Regions from separate parts of the Gossypium hirsutum genome. Here region 2 is linked to region 1. A link is a contact called in public Hi-C data. All regions are on one chromosome and are shown on one strand. The core of a region is the stretch at or near the end of the contact, and the rest is flanking DNA. Distances in the headings are between cores, read along the strand shown. Region 1 holds the start of LOC107903786. Region 2 has its middle 18 kb from the start of LOC107903785.

Region 1 (6,266 bases), core at 840-3,339:
ACGGTCTAGGATGTTTCATATGGCCTGGCCACACGGTCGTGTGTCCCTTATTACTAGGTATTTTTGAAATTTGCCCTAAACTTTCAAAATTATTTCAAATTAGCCCCTGTTTGTTCTTAGAATATTTTTAGAGTCCTATAAACTCGTATTTAGGACTATATGAGTATTTTTACTGTGATTTTGAATGAAATAGCAAACCTAAGCTAGGTGAAGTAGGTCGTTCTACTAATATCATCAAAGGTAGTAGTTGTTGGAGTATGGTTCAATACTCTTATTATGCATCCAACTTCTAGCTTTCTAAAGAGGATAAATAATGATAAGAGTGTATACAGTGGAAGACCAAATTTAGCATTGCATACTATGATACATTATTCAATTATATAAGACATTACATTATTCAATTATATAAGAAATTAATATGAAAGTATTAAATTGGCATGATCTACCCATGTATAATATAATGTTCATTGTTAACTTACAAAAATGCTTATGATATAATTAAATGTTCTTATTGGTTGTAATGCTCGTGACCCTAATTTGAGGACGGAGAGGGGTTAAGGGTGTTACATGTTTATTATTTTCTTTTATTCCCCTTTTAACATAAAATCTAAAGAGGCCTCTTATCAATTAGTCCAAAAAGTTTTTTCTACCAAAAATTATTTTTGTAACAAAGTTTATTCCAACCGGAAATACTGTAGCAAATACCCATTTTCGTAATTAATCTTTTTTTATATGTTTTTTTGTAATTAATTATTTTTTATGCTATTTAGGTAAAAAACCCTAAAATAATATGAGGACAAACCAAAAATCATGAGCGTATACCAAAAAACATTAGAGTATACCAAAACATATGAGAGGCTACTTGAAAACATAACGAGGTACCTATGAGAAGATATAAAAAATTTGAGATTATACCAAAAAACATGAGGATTACCAAAAAGTATGAGCAAATACCAAAATTGTGAGGGATTACCATAAAAACATGAAGAAATACTAAAAAATTGATGGGTAACTAGAAAACATGAGGGAATACAAAAAAAAATATGAGGATATACCAAAACTTGAGATATACTAATTTTCGGTTCATATTAAAATTTTGTTAATTTATTTTAATTTTAATTTTTAAAAATTATTATTAATTTAATCTATCCATTTCAATATTTTAACATAGAATTATATCTTTTACAAAATTTTAATTTTGAAACCATACCAACAAATATGAAGGTATATAGAAAAAAGAGGGATTGCAAAAATATCTAAGAGAGTACCGATAAACATGGGATTAATATATAAGAGAGTATCGATTTTTAATTTAAAAAATTATGAAATAATATCAAATTTTATGAGGAAGTATTAAAATATATAAGAAATTACCAAAAGTTTGTTGAGAAATGCCAAAAAGTATAAGATAGTATTAGAGGTGTTCATGAGTCGGGTTCGGGTCCAATTAAAATTTAGGCTTGAGTCCGACTTGAAAAATGGGCTTAAAATTTTATTCAAGTTCGACTTGGAGAAAAATGTTAAAATCTAGGTCCGACTCGGCTCATATTAAGTTTTTTATATTTTTATATAATTTTTTAAAAATATAATACATCAAAAATACTAAAAATAATAAAATAAATATTTCCCAACAAATTGAAAATAAATTTTAAAAAATATGCATGCTTAAATAATAAGATATGTATAACTTAACAAGTAAATGTCTCTAAAATAGTAACAAAATTAACAATAAAATAATAGTTATACAATAATAACAAAATAAGAAAATAGTAGAAAATAATAGTGAAATAGTAGTAAAATAGTAAAAAATAAGAAAATAACAAAAAAAGAGTAAAAAAATGATATTCAAGCTGGGCAGAGTCAAAAAAGTTTTATCTAAAGCCAGACCCGTTTTCTAAATAAGTTTTAATTTTTTACTTAAATCTATTTTTTGATTTTATATTTTTATCTAAATCTTCTTATTTTTTTTGTATGATTTTTGAATTGAGCGAGGTAACCCAATAATGAATAGGCTTAGATAGTATCAAGGAGAAAATAAAAAAATTTATGGTAGTATATTTATTTTTAACTTGTAACTTGATGAAGGGCTAAAAGTTGATCTTAAGGCTGTGTTGTTTTAGTTGTTGTTGTTTTTTTTTTTTCTTTTTTTTTTTCAGAGCTCACAGCAGAACTGCCCAAAAAACATGGTGCGCGCGATAGGCATGAATTAAAAGACGTATTTTTGGCCGAACCCCAAAACTATCTTCATTATTATCTCTATGTTCTCTACTCCTTTTTCTACTTAAAAATACATAAAATAATTAGTAAAATAACATAATAAACAACAAATCACCCAAAGGCCAAAACCTTCCCATCCCAGACCAAATTTTGATGTAAGAACATCATTCATTCTTTTTTAGTAAGAACATCCCATCTCTCCTTTTTTTTTGTTTATTTTATTTTATTGCAATCTATTTCCTTTTATCTTTATGTTCGATCATTTTCTTCTGGCTTGTCTTCGTACATGTTTTTATTTCTTTTTTTTTTCTGGAAAAATCGGAACTTTTGTATGAAATGTTCCTATTTTGTTGGTGGGTTTTGATGGTTTTGGGTTTTTTTTTTCAGTTCATATCGTATTTTAGATATGATTTAATCATATTTTAGGGTTTTTTTGGGTTATTGTGGTTCATTGGTTTGTTTGGAAGTAAGTTTCTTTTATGATTTCTGGGAATATTTGTTCTAAATTCCATTTCTTTTTAGGGTTTCTCTGGGGTCTTCTATTATATTTTAGGTTTTTTAAGGCGGTTTGTTTGGAAGTAGGTTTAGTAAATCCTGTGAATATTTGCTTCTATGATAAAAGAAAAGTAATGTTTGCTAGTCTGCTTGTAAGTTTATTTCCATGATTTTAGGAATACCCTTTTCTCCAATTAGTATATTGTCTTTAGGTTTCCAATGATTTTTATTCATTTTTGTTTCTGAGAAAGGAAAACATAAGAAAATAACAGCAATAATTTGATAATTTCACAGTTGAATGCAAATATAGCATGTCCCGTTTGCAACTGGGGGATTTCTATTACATGGCTGAAGATATCATTGATGATATGGATGAAGACGACTATGGTAGAGCTGGTGGAGACATGGATGCCCATGAATATGACATGGTTTGTTTTTCATTTTGGTTATATGTATTTATTTGTATATTTTTGTTAGTTTTAGTTTATTTTAGAATTAATGATGAAATTAATCACTTTCAAGCTATAATTTGACCATTTGACCATTTGAGCAGCTGACCAAGGTGACTGATACATCTTCTGGTCAAGCACGGAAGGGGAAGGACATTCAGGGAATTCCATGGGAAAGATTGAACATAACCAGGGAAGATTATAGATTGACAAGGCTTGAACAGTATAAGAATTATGAGAATATCCCGGCCTCTGGTGATGCTGTTGACAAGGTTTGTTTCTTCTACGATCTCTAAACAAGATAGTTTGTCCTAAAGAGACTATCATTTGAGTTGTATTTAATTGGTAATTTTTTTATAGGAATGCAAACAGATGGAAAAAGGTGGGAACTACTATGAGTTCTTCCACAACACTAGATTAGTTAAGCCGACAATCCTCCATTTTCAGGTTTGTTGGTTAGAAAGTGTGTTATTATTTTGTTATTTTCATTTATATTTTCCATCTGAAGATGTTGATTTTGGTGTCAAAGTATGTTGTTATTGGATTTGTTTTTCCTTTTAGAAGGTGATATATCTTTAATGTGTTTAATCATTCGAAGACTAATCTTCTCATCATTTGTCTTGGTTCAGTTGTGTGCTCAGGCAATTATAAATGTACCCGATTTTGTTCTTTGGTATTGAGCGTGTTACTCAGTATTGTCATTCCTCATGTATGGATTGTCATATTTACACCTTTGAACCTGTAACTCTGTGTGTGTGCATGCTCACATGTCAGGGTGTTCGTTTTAAGTTTTATTTTCTAGGTCTCATTTTTTCTCTCCAGACATCCACATTATTTTTGTCATTGTACAGGTAATAGCTCTGCAGTAAAAAGTCCAAGTTAGTCCAAGATTTGGCTTAGAAGTTTAATACATACTGCAATTGTTGAATTCACTATACAAAGAGGACCTTATAAAAACTATTGATAACAGGACAACAATACATATATTTCTGTGTCCATTCATTGTTTGGTAAAATGATTCTTGAAGCCGGCAATTACTAATTTGAGATTAAAGGCTTAGGTATATATATGTGTATATATGGATATATGTGTTTTAGTGCGTGGACACATATAGGTGCATCTATGGATGCATCAGTTTTTAAATACTGTTCAAACTTCTGAATTTTGATTATTGACAAGTTTTTAAGGTTTGCTTTTCTTATTGAGGGAAAATTTTAAAGTTGCTAAGATCGACCTAACATAGTTTCTCTATCCTAGTAAGTTGTGGAGCTTATTTAGTGCTCCTACCTTAAGAGTTTAGGGTTGTCAAATAGTATTTGGATCTTGCTTGGTGCTTGTATTGGACCTGAGTGTTGGCAGTCGGTATGAGTAATGCTTTTTGAGTTCTATGCTATAGGTTCTTATTTGACTAGAGGTAACCTCTCTCCCCCACTGATATCTTCATCTATTAAAAACCAAAATTTTGTCCAGAAATTAAATTTCTCGCTGTTCACATGGTTTGTTCATTGCTCATTAACACTTCCAAACCATAATTCAATATTATGTACAATGATGACTGTATACCTGCTATATCTTCTGTAAAATAATCCCAAAGCTCATTCTGCTTCTATTTGCGTGCTGTTGAACTTTTAGGTGACACTAAGAATCAATCTCATTTGATATATCATTTTGCTTGATACACTTAATCCCTCAAATATCACTGAAAACTATCCTTTAAATCCATAATATATCACATTGATTACTGTATATCTTTTGTGACATTCTTGTATTATAGACTGAAAATGTCCAATAGTGGAAAGGCAGGAATTCATTATTTCTATACATTTACATCTAAGTTCCAGTATCTCTAGTTTGGATGCATATCTGTTGCACTATATTCTGTTTCTGAAGGTTTATTATTACACATGGCATTTGAGCAAGACACTTTTTTTGTATCTTGAAGTTTGAGTAATAAATCTATAGTGCTGTGATTTATATATTTGTTGTCTCTAGGTTGGAGAAGTATCTATTGCTTTTTATTTGGTTATTATATGTGTATATAGACACTTATCTGAGCTTCAATAACCTGTTTTGGAATGAATTTGCAGCTTCGAAACTTGGTTTGGGCTACTTCAAAGCACGATGTTTACCTTATGTCCAATTATTCAGTTATGCATTGGTCATCATTGTCATGTCATCTCTCTGAGATCCTTAATTTCTCCGGGCACGTGGCACCTACTGAGGTATCAAAGTTGTACTTGTTGGCCATAACACTTCTCATCTCTTTTTCTTATTGGCATGAGTGATTTTGAAGATAGCTATTTATTTTAGTAATTATGGTCTACTGTTATCTCCTAACTTATATTGCCATGTAACTAGAAACATCCGGGAAGTTTATTAGAAGGTTTTACACAAACCCAAATAAGTACACTGGCGGTCAAAGACAATTTTATGGTTGCAGGAGGTTTCCAAGGAGAGCTTACTTTTAAGGTATGTTAATATTTGCATAACCTTTGCCCTGTATTTGCTAATCTGCTGCTTATGAGGTGGAAAGTATGTTGTGCCAAATCTTCTTTTCTTTGAAACACCTATGTCCGATGCACATTCAGATATGGGTATGGAGATATGACCCTCCCAAGGACCCCCAAGTACACACTTTAAAAGAATTGAACATGCTTGTATCCAACAATCAAATCCCGATCAAAGTAACTTAGTATGGAACATGCTATCTCGTTTTTACGTTTTCATGTTTGTGATGGGGAGAGAGGCAGTGTGCGTGTGTGTAAGAGTGGCTCTTAGTTCATTTAATTGCCCAGCTGAGATAATTCCTTGGAGTCTTGGTTTAAATGTAATATCAACTGCCTTCGACAGTTTGAGCACATACAATTTGTAGGTTCTATTTCTACAATTTCACTTTTCCTGTGTCTGCAGCACTTGGACAGAAAAGGGGTAGCATTTTGTACGCGAACAACCTATGACGATAATGCAATTACAAATGCTATTGAGATATACGACAGCTTGAGGTAGCATGATATTGCTGATTGTATGTTTGACTGGGAAAATATATATTGAATAAAATATAGATTGAATTTCAAAATTGTTTTGCAGGGGTGGAATCAATTTTAT
Region 2 (6,317 bases), core at 2,949-5,448, 150 kb after region 1:
AAAATAAACAACATAATTGTCATGCAAGCTACATAAATCTAAAACTTAAAGACTCATGCCACAGTTCAAAAATAAAATCGTACAGCTTCTAAATAATAATTTATCAAATAATAAATTTAAATTATTTTTATATAAAAACACTTATTCGAGCTAAGCCCTCCATATGCCGAGTCCACGTCTTAACCGTGTAGGTTATCTGAAAAGATGGAAATTAAAAAGGGAGTGAGCTATGAAGCTCAATATGAGTTCTATCACAAGTAAAACCAGTCCAAACAGTCGATAAGTCATAATAACACATAGAATAATTGCAATCAACTGACAAATCAAAGTATCGATTTTTCAGGTTAACTATCAATAGAATCTCAAAACTCATAATAACAATTTCAGAATATCGGTATTTTAGTTCACTCAACAATTTATACATAGGTATAAATATGACATCACAGAAAATCCAAACTGTATGCACATGCTTTATGATTTTCATATAGATTCATTTTAACAAAAAGGATCCTACGCCACCACCACACACCACAATAGGAGTCCTTCTGAACTCCAACCACCTACACACTAGGTTATGGTTTAACTACCACTGGTTTCATAGATAAAATCTGCCACTGGGCTGTGGATACACAGAAAAAATTCATAGATGAAATTTGCCACTGGTCTGGATGCACAGCAAAATATCGCAGATAAAATCTGTCACTGGGCTGTAGATGCACAACATTATTGCAGGTAAAATTTGTCAAAGGGTTATGGATGTATAGCAATTTTTTAGTTAAAGGATAAACACTACCACTAGGTTGTGGGAACACAGCAAAATATCGTAGATAAAATTTGACACTAGGCTGTAAATGCAAAACATTATTGCAGGTAAAAGCTATTGATAAGTTGTGGATGTACACTAAATTTGTATTTAAAGGATAAACACTGCCACTATGCTATGGGTACACAGCAAAATGAGTAAATAAACTAACAATAATTCCTCCGTACACATTGTCTCACCCCAAGCAATGCAATATGGTAAGCACAAATGGATCAATATGGTAGAATTTAATTATGCTTTCAATAGAATAATACGATAAAAATCAATATGCTTATAACAAATCAACTCAGTAGAAATTAGTCATGCTTATTAAGTGTTTGGCTTAACAGTAACAAAAGGCATGTTGTATGTGCAATCACAAATTTAAATACTATAACCATATGTACTGTCCATAGTTCATACAAATATGTATATAAGTACTATTATTAATTCAATCAATTATGGATTCTAACATAAATTATACTATCAAGGACTTAATTGAACAAAATTAAACATTAAAACTGTTCGGGATTCAATTAGGAACTAAACTTGAACAAATAATAAACTTTAGGGTCAAAATTGTAAAGTTTGAAAAAATAAGGGCAAAACTATAGAATCTAAAAATTAGGGGAAAATTGTAAAATTTGAGAAACCGAGGTAAAATTATAAAATTTAAAAAATAGGAGGAAAACTATAAAATCTAAGAAACGAAGGCAAATTTGTAAAATTTGAAAAATAGGGGTAAAATGTTAAATCTAAAAAATAAGGGAAATTTGTAAATTTTAATTAAATAAGGGAAAAATGTAAAATCTAAAAAAATAAGGGACACACAATCGTATGGACGGACCGTGTGGAAAGCCCTAGACCGTGTAAAGGACTACATGATCATGTGGTTGGGTCGTGTAACAGACTGAGGCCATGTGAGAATTGAAAAAACTAAGGTTTCAAGAGAACATGGTAGTGTGAGGGGTCGTGTGGTCCACATGGATGGCCCTCACGCTCATATGGCAACCCGTGTGGCCTTAATCCTAGGCACAGTTTGTCCCGATTCGCTTGTAAAAGAACTAGATGCTGAGGATGTAACTACTACAAAGAATCTTGAAAAAAGAAACAATTACCATGGATGTAAAGATGATGTTTCCTTGGATGAGATGAATGTCTTGGCTATATGATCGCAATCGTCAAAGACAAACCAAGATATTTCCACATTTTCAATAATGAGAAGAAAAAAAGATTCCTGATGGAAGTGAACAAATTTCTACTTCATTTACTAATTTTGCCACATTGTTAGGGGAAAACATACGAACTGTTGGCCTTGAATATAGTAGGAGCATTGCGTCCAAAGTGCTAATTCAAGGGAAGTCAGAAATGTTCGTTCAAGAAAGTGCTAAAAAATTATATTTGGCCTTATGTGAAGTAGAAGGCTTAATTGAGGATGAGCACTTTCGTGCGTTGAGCAAAATTTCAGACCATCCAATGTAAATGCTTGTTTTCTTTTGTCTACCTTCTTCTATGCGATTGGAATGGGTGAAAAGATTTATTTCTGACCATTAAAAATCATGGTTGTGTTGGTGATATTTTGGTAACTTTTTGTATATGTAATATTGAGATGGTATAATAACATGATAGAATGTCACAGACTATTGTAACTTTTTGATGTTGTAAAGTTTAACATATAGATTATGGCATATAAGTTAACGACTTCGTGTAATGTTTTGTTAATGTATAAACATTATATTTGGATGTAAAATATAATTGTCAAGCTATTTATTACTTCTAATCTTTTTTTCTTTTTAGTTTAGAAGATAAATAAATTATTTGTTTCACTAATGATATTTATCACATTAAATATGCATTGCAGTTTAAAAATAATAAAGTAGGTTATATATTATTTTTCTAATATTATATATTATGATTTTTATTAATTTATATTTTAATAATAATTATATTAAGAATGTTATTAAATTATATATTTTTTAAATAGTATTTAATAATAATTATGTTAAAATATAATTAAAATATTTATTTTTTAAAATTATATTTAATAATAATCCTATTAAAATTTAATAATAATAACAATAATCATTTATCTAAAAAAATTCTGCTATTTATTAAAATGTATCAAATTTAAAAATAGCTTTGCAAACTCTCTAGAAAATGAGGAAGGAAGTGTTCTACATCTCCCTGTAGAAGACCGTAATACCAAAAAGGTGAGTTTCAAATACAATGGAGGTGACGTGGTGTGTGAATCGAACATGGTAGTGGATCGGGATCGACCTATGGGTGTGTCTGAGAGAGATAAGGTACTAAGGAAAGGCAAGTTTATGGTAAGAAGATGTCGAGCTTGGTTGTTTTAGAAGATAATGAGGATCTGGAATTCTTGGAGGATGATGTTATAAAGTCAACCATCAATGGAATCTCGTCGATTAATTTCTCTAATCGTATCAAGTATATTTTGGTCAACTTACGGTGATGGTGAACTTTCTAGGACGAAATATCAAATATAAAACACTGCACAATCGGGTTAGTAGTTTGTGGAGACCTGCTAGATTATTTAGAATCATGGACATTAAAAATGGATAATTTTTTGCGAAATTCCAGTGTGCGGTCTTAGGGTCCATGGATCGTCTATGGCCAGTACTTGACCATCAAACCATGGACGATTAACTTCAACCCACTTCAAACTTACCTGAGCATGGTGTTGGTCTGGGTCAGATTGCCTGGTCTTCCTAGACACTTGTATAAGAAAAAAAATCCTTGGGGAAATAGGGGGTTGATTGGAAGAGTCACTAAACTAGACCTTAATATTGTTAGTAGATCTAAAGGTAAATTTGCCCGAATGCCATTATATGTTAACATCGACAAACCTCTAGTATCTTAGATTCGGGTCAATGGTGAGATCCAAAAGGTAGAGTATGAATCCTTACCATCCATCTGCATTACATGTGGTCGATATGGCCATGTGAAGGACTTGTGTCCTCTAAAAAACTAAAATCAGAGTCAGAGGGAGAAAGATCCGATGGTAGTCTCCTCGATTCCAAACACTGACAAATCAAAGGAACCAGGGGTTTTCAATCCATGGATGCAGGTTCAAAGGAAATCTCGGCATAACCTAAGGGATAATCAAAATCAAAATACGAATAATGTATGGAAAATAAAGCCAGGTTTGAAACTTTTGGCGCTTATGGGGTTAAATAAAAATAAAGAGGAAGGGGCTGAAATTACAATGGTTGGCTCGAATAGTGTCAAAGAGAGTCTAGGTTTTGTTTTGGGGGATAATCAAGGGAATATGAAGGGTCAAAAGTGAAAGCAGCGGTCCAATAACCAGAGAAGATGCTAGAGTGTCAGATTTTGGACAAGATTATGGGGCCTTACCCGATATCAGGAATGGGTTGACTATTTTGGGCAGAAATATGATGGACAAGGCATTGGGGAAGAGACCAATCTAAGTAGATGGATTGACTAATAGTGGGTTGCTCAATAATTCAACTACGGTTGATAAAATTAATAAGACCCATACGGGTGACTTTTCCCTCAAATCTCAAAAGAGCAATGACAATTTGGGCAATGTCATGCTTTCTAATTTTGATTCGAGTGATACTACTTTTAATTTGGATAAAAATAATTTTAATTTTCTTACTGATGAGTTCCCTATAAGCTTGATCTCTTGCTTCAATCATATATTTGAGGATTAGCCTGAGAGAACTATGATTCTAAGTCCAGATGTTTTGAACCTAGGAAAACATTTTGTTGTAACATACGGGGGAAAAAGGTGACCTTAACATAAGTTTTAATTCAGTAAGTGTTAATTTTGCATAAGGCAGTCAGCTTAAACATGGGATTAAAAGTTGTGCCTTTGGCGTTAAAACTGAGAATGGTCAGAATGGAAAAAAGCTCAACAAGGTTATTAGAGAACGAGGAAATCTCTTTAAGGTTGCGGGTGCTTCGAGTGTTCCTCTAGCAGATATAATGGATTCCATGGTGAAATTATTAAGTACTTAGTTGGGAAATGAAGTATGCAAGGATTATTCGGGCTCAGAAATATTATAGACCAAGAATTTGGAATTGTCCGAAAAGTGAAAGGTTAGCCTTCTTTTTTTCTAATTATATCTATGAATTTATCAATTTTTACTTGGAATTGTCAAGGTTGTGCCAATGTTGAATTTCCTCATATCTTTCAAGAGTATAACTTGGAGTTCAAGCCTGATATTGTTGGTTTATTTGAAACACATGTTAGCACTATCAAAGCAGACAAAATCATAGCTATGTTGGGTTTTTAGTACACCAAGTGGAGGCTGATAGTTTTTCTAAAGGTATTTGGATTGGTTGGAAAGAGTCTATTAGAGTAGAGGTAGTTTCTAATCATTCTCATTTCATTCTTGTTCGGGTTTTCGTTTGTGTGCATGCTAAACTTCTTTATGTCGCATTTTTATGGTAGTCCTGATGGCCAAAAGCGTAATAAGCTTTGGGAGGCACTAAAATTGACTATTTCAGACAGTAATGTTCCTTAGATTGCCATCAAAGATTTTAATGCTTTGTTATCCTCTAACAATAAAATTGGCGGAAAATCTTGTGGGAGAAGATGTCCACTCTTTTTTGAACTTTAGGATTTGGGTTTTAAAGGACCTTAATTCACTTGGCATAAAGGAGGGATATTTGACCGTTTCAATAGAGCAATTGGTAATGGTACTTGGATTAATGTTTTTCCTAATTGTACAATAACTCATTTTTTGAGAAAAGAATTAGATCATCGGTCACTCTTTCTTTCTTTAAAATCGAAACGTATTATGCTCAAAGGTTGGCCATTTAGATTCTTGGCTGGTTGAGTTAAACACTTGAATTTTACCGAGTTTGTCAAAAATAATTGGGATTTTCATGGTGCAGTCTTTTGAGTAGGTTACATCAAATATCAAATCATGGAACAAGTTTATGTACAATCACATTAGTGTTCGTAAAAAACAATTTTTTTGGAAGCTTTTAGTATTCAAAAAGTGCTGGAAAACATGGCTTCTGACCGCTTAGTGCATTTGGAAATGAAGGTGAGAGAGGGGTTAGAAGTTGTTCTCCACCATGAGGAATTATTATGAAAAAAAAAAGCTAGATATGAATGGTTGTGCTTAGGAGATCATAATACCACCTTTTTCTATAGACGCTTACAGAGAAAGAAGCATAATAGGATATCTACCTTGAAAAATGAAGATGGCGGGTGGCTATTTAAAGAAGCTAGTCTCTAGTTGGAGGCAATTAGTTTCTTTCAGAAATTGTATGGGTAGCATCCTATTGGTATGAACAACTTACGAGTTTGTAATTTTCTAGGGCTTGAACATAATGATCTCATCCTTTTAGGTAAAGAGGTTTCAACGGATGAGATCAAAACCGTACTGTTTGACATGTCTCCGTTGAAAGCATCACAAAGTGACGGTTTCTATGTTCTTTTCTTCCAGAGTCAGTGGGATGTGGTTGGTGAAGTAGTTTGTAAGTAGGTTCAAAAGGTATTCGCTGAACAAGCTATCAC

What was found. Hi-C and Micro-C count contacts between places; a contact is called where the count stands out from the background.
Region 2: a contact with region 1 is called in a Hi-C map of hypocotyl, with 4 times the contacts expected there. The contact joins the enhancer-like site here to the promoter of LOC107903786 in region 1. A contact is called at or near these places in 16 of 34 Hi-C or Micro-C datasets (anther, callus, fibers and 3 more).

Annotation. Positions count from the first base shown.
Region 1 is chrA10:76,496,255-76,502,520 of Gossypium_hirsutum_v2.1, forward strand. LOC107903786 reads left to right here and starts at 2,090. Exons shown (of 11, transcript XM_041079190.1): 1 at 2,090-2,372; 2 at 3,007-3,140; 3 at 3,266-3,433; 4 at 3,522-3,608; 5 at 5,249-5,383; 6 at 5,520-5,630; 7 at 6,072-6,163; 8 at 6,249-6,266. The coding sequence starts at 3,024.
Region 2 is chrA10:76,645,738-76,652,054 of Gossypium_hirsutum_v2.1, forward strand. No RefSeq gene overlaps it. Among protein-coding and RNA genes, the nearest start is that of LOC107903785, 18 kb to the right of the region's middle. Within about 2 kb of position 4,199, at least 7 of the 9 cell types and tissues checked have an H3K27ac peak or open chromatin away from gene starts, as enhancers often do. A contact at or near this core is called in fibers, hypocotyl and leaf, where this site is marked.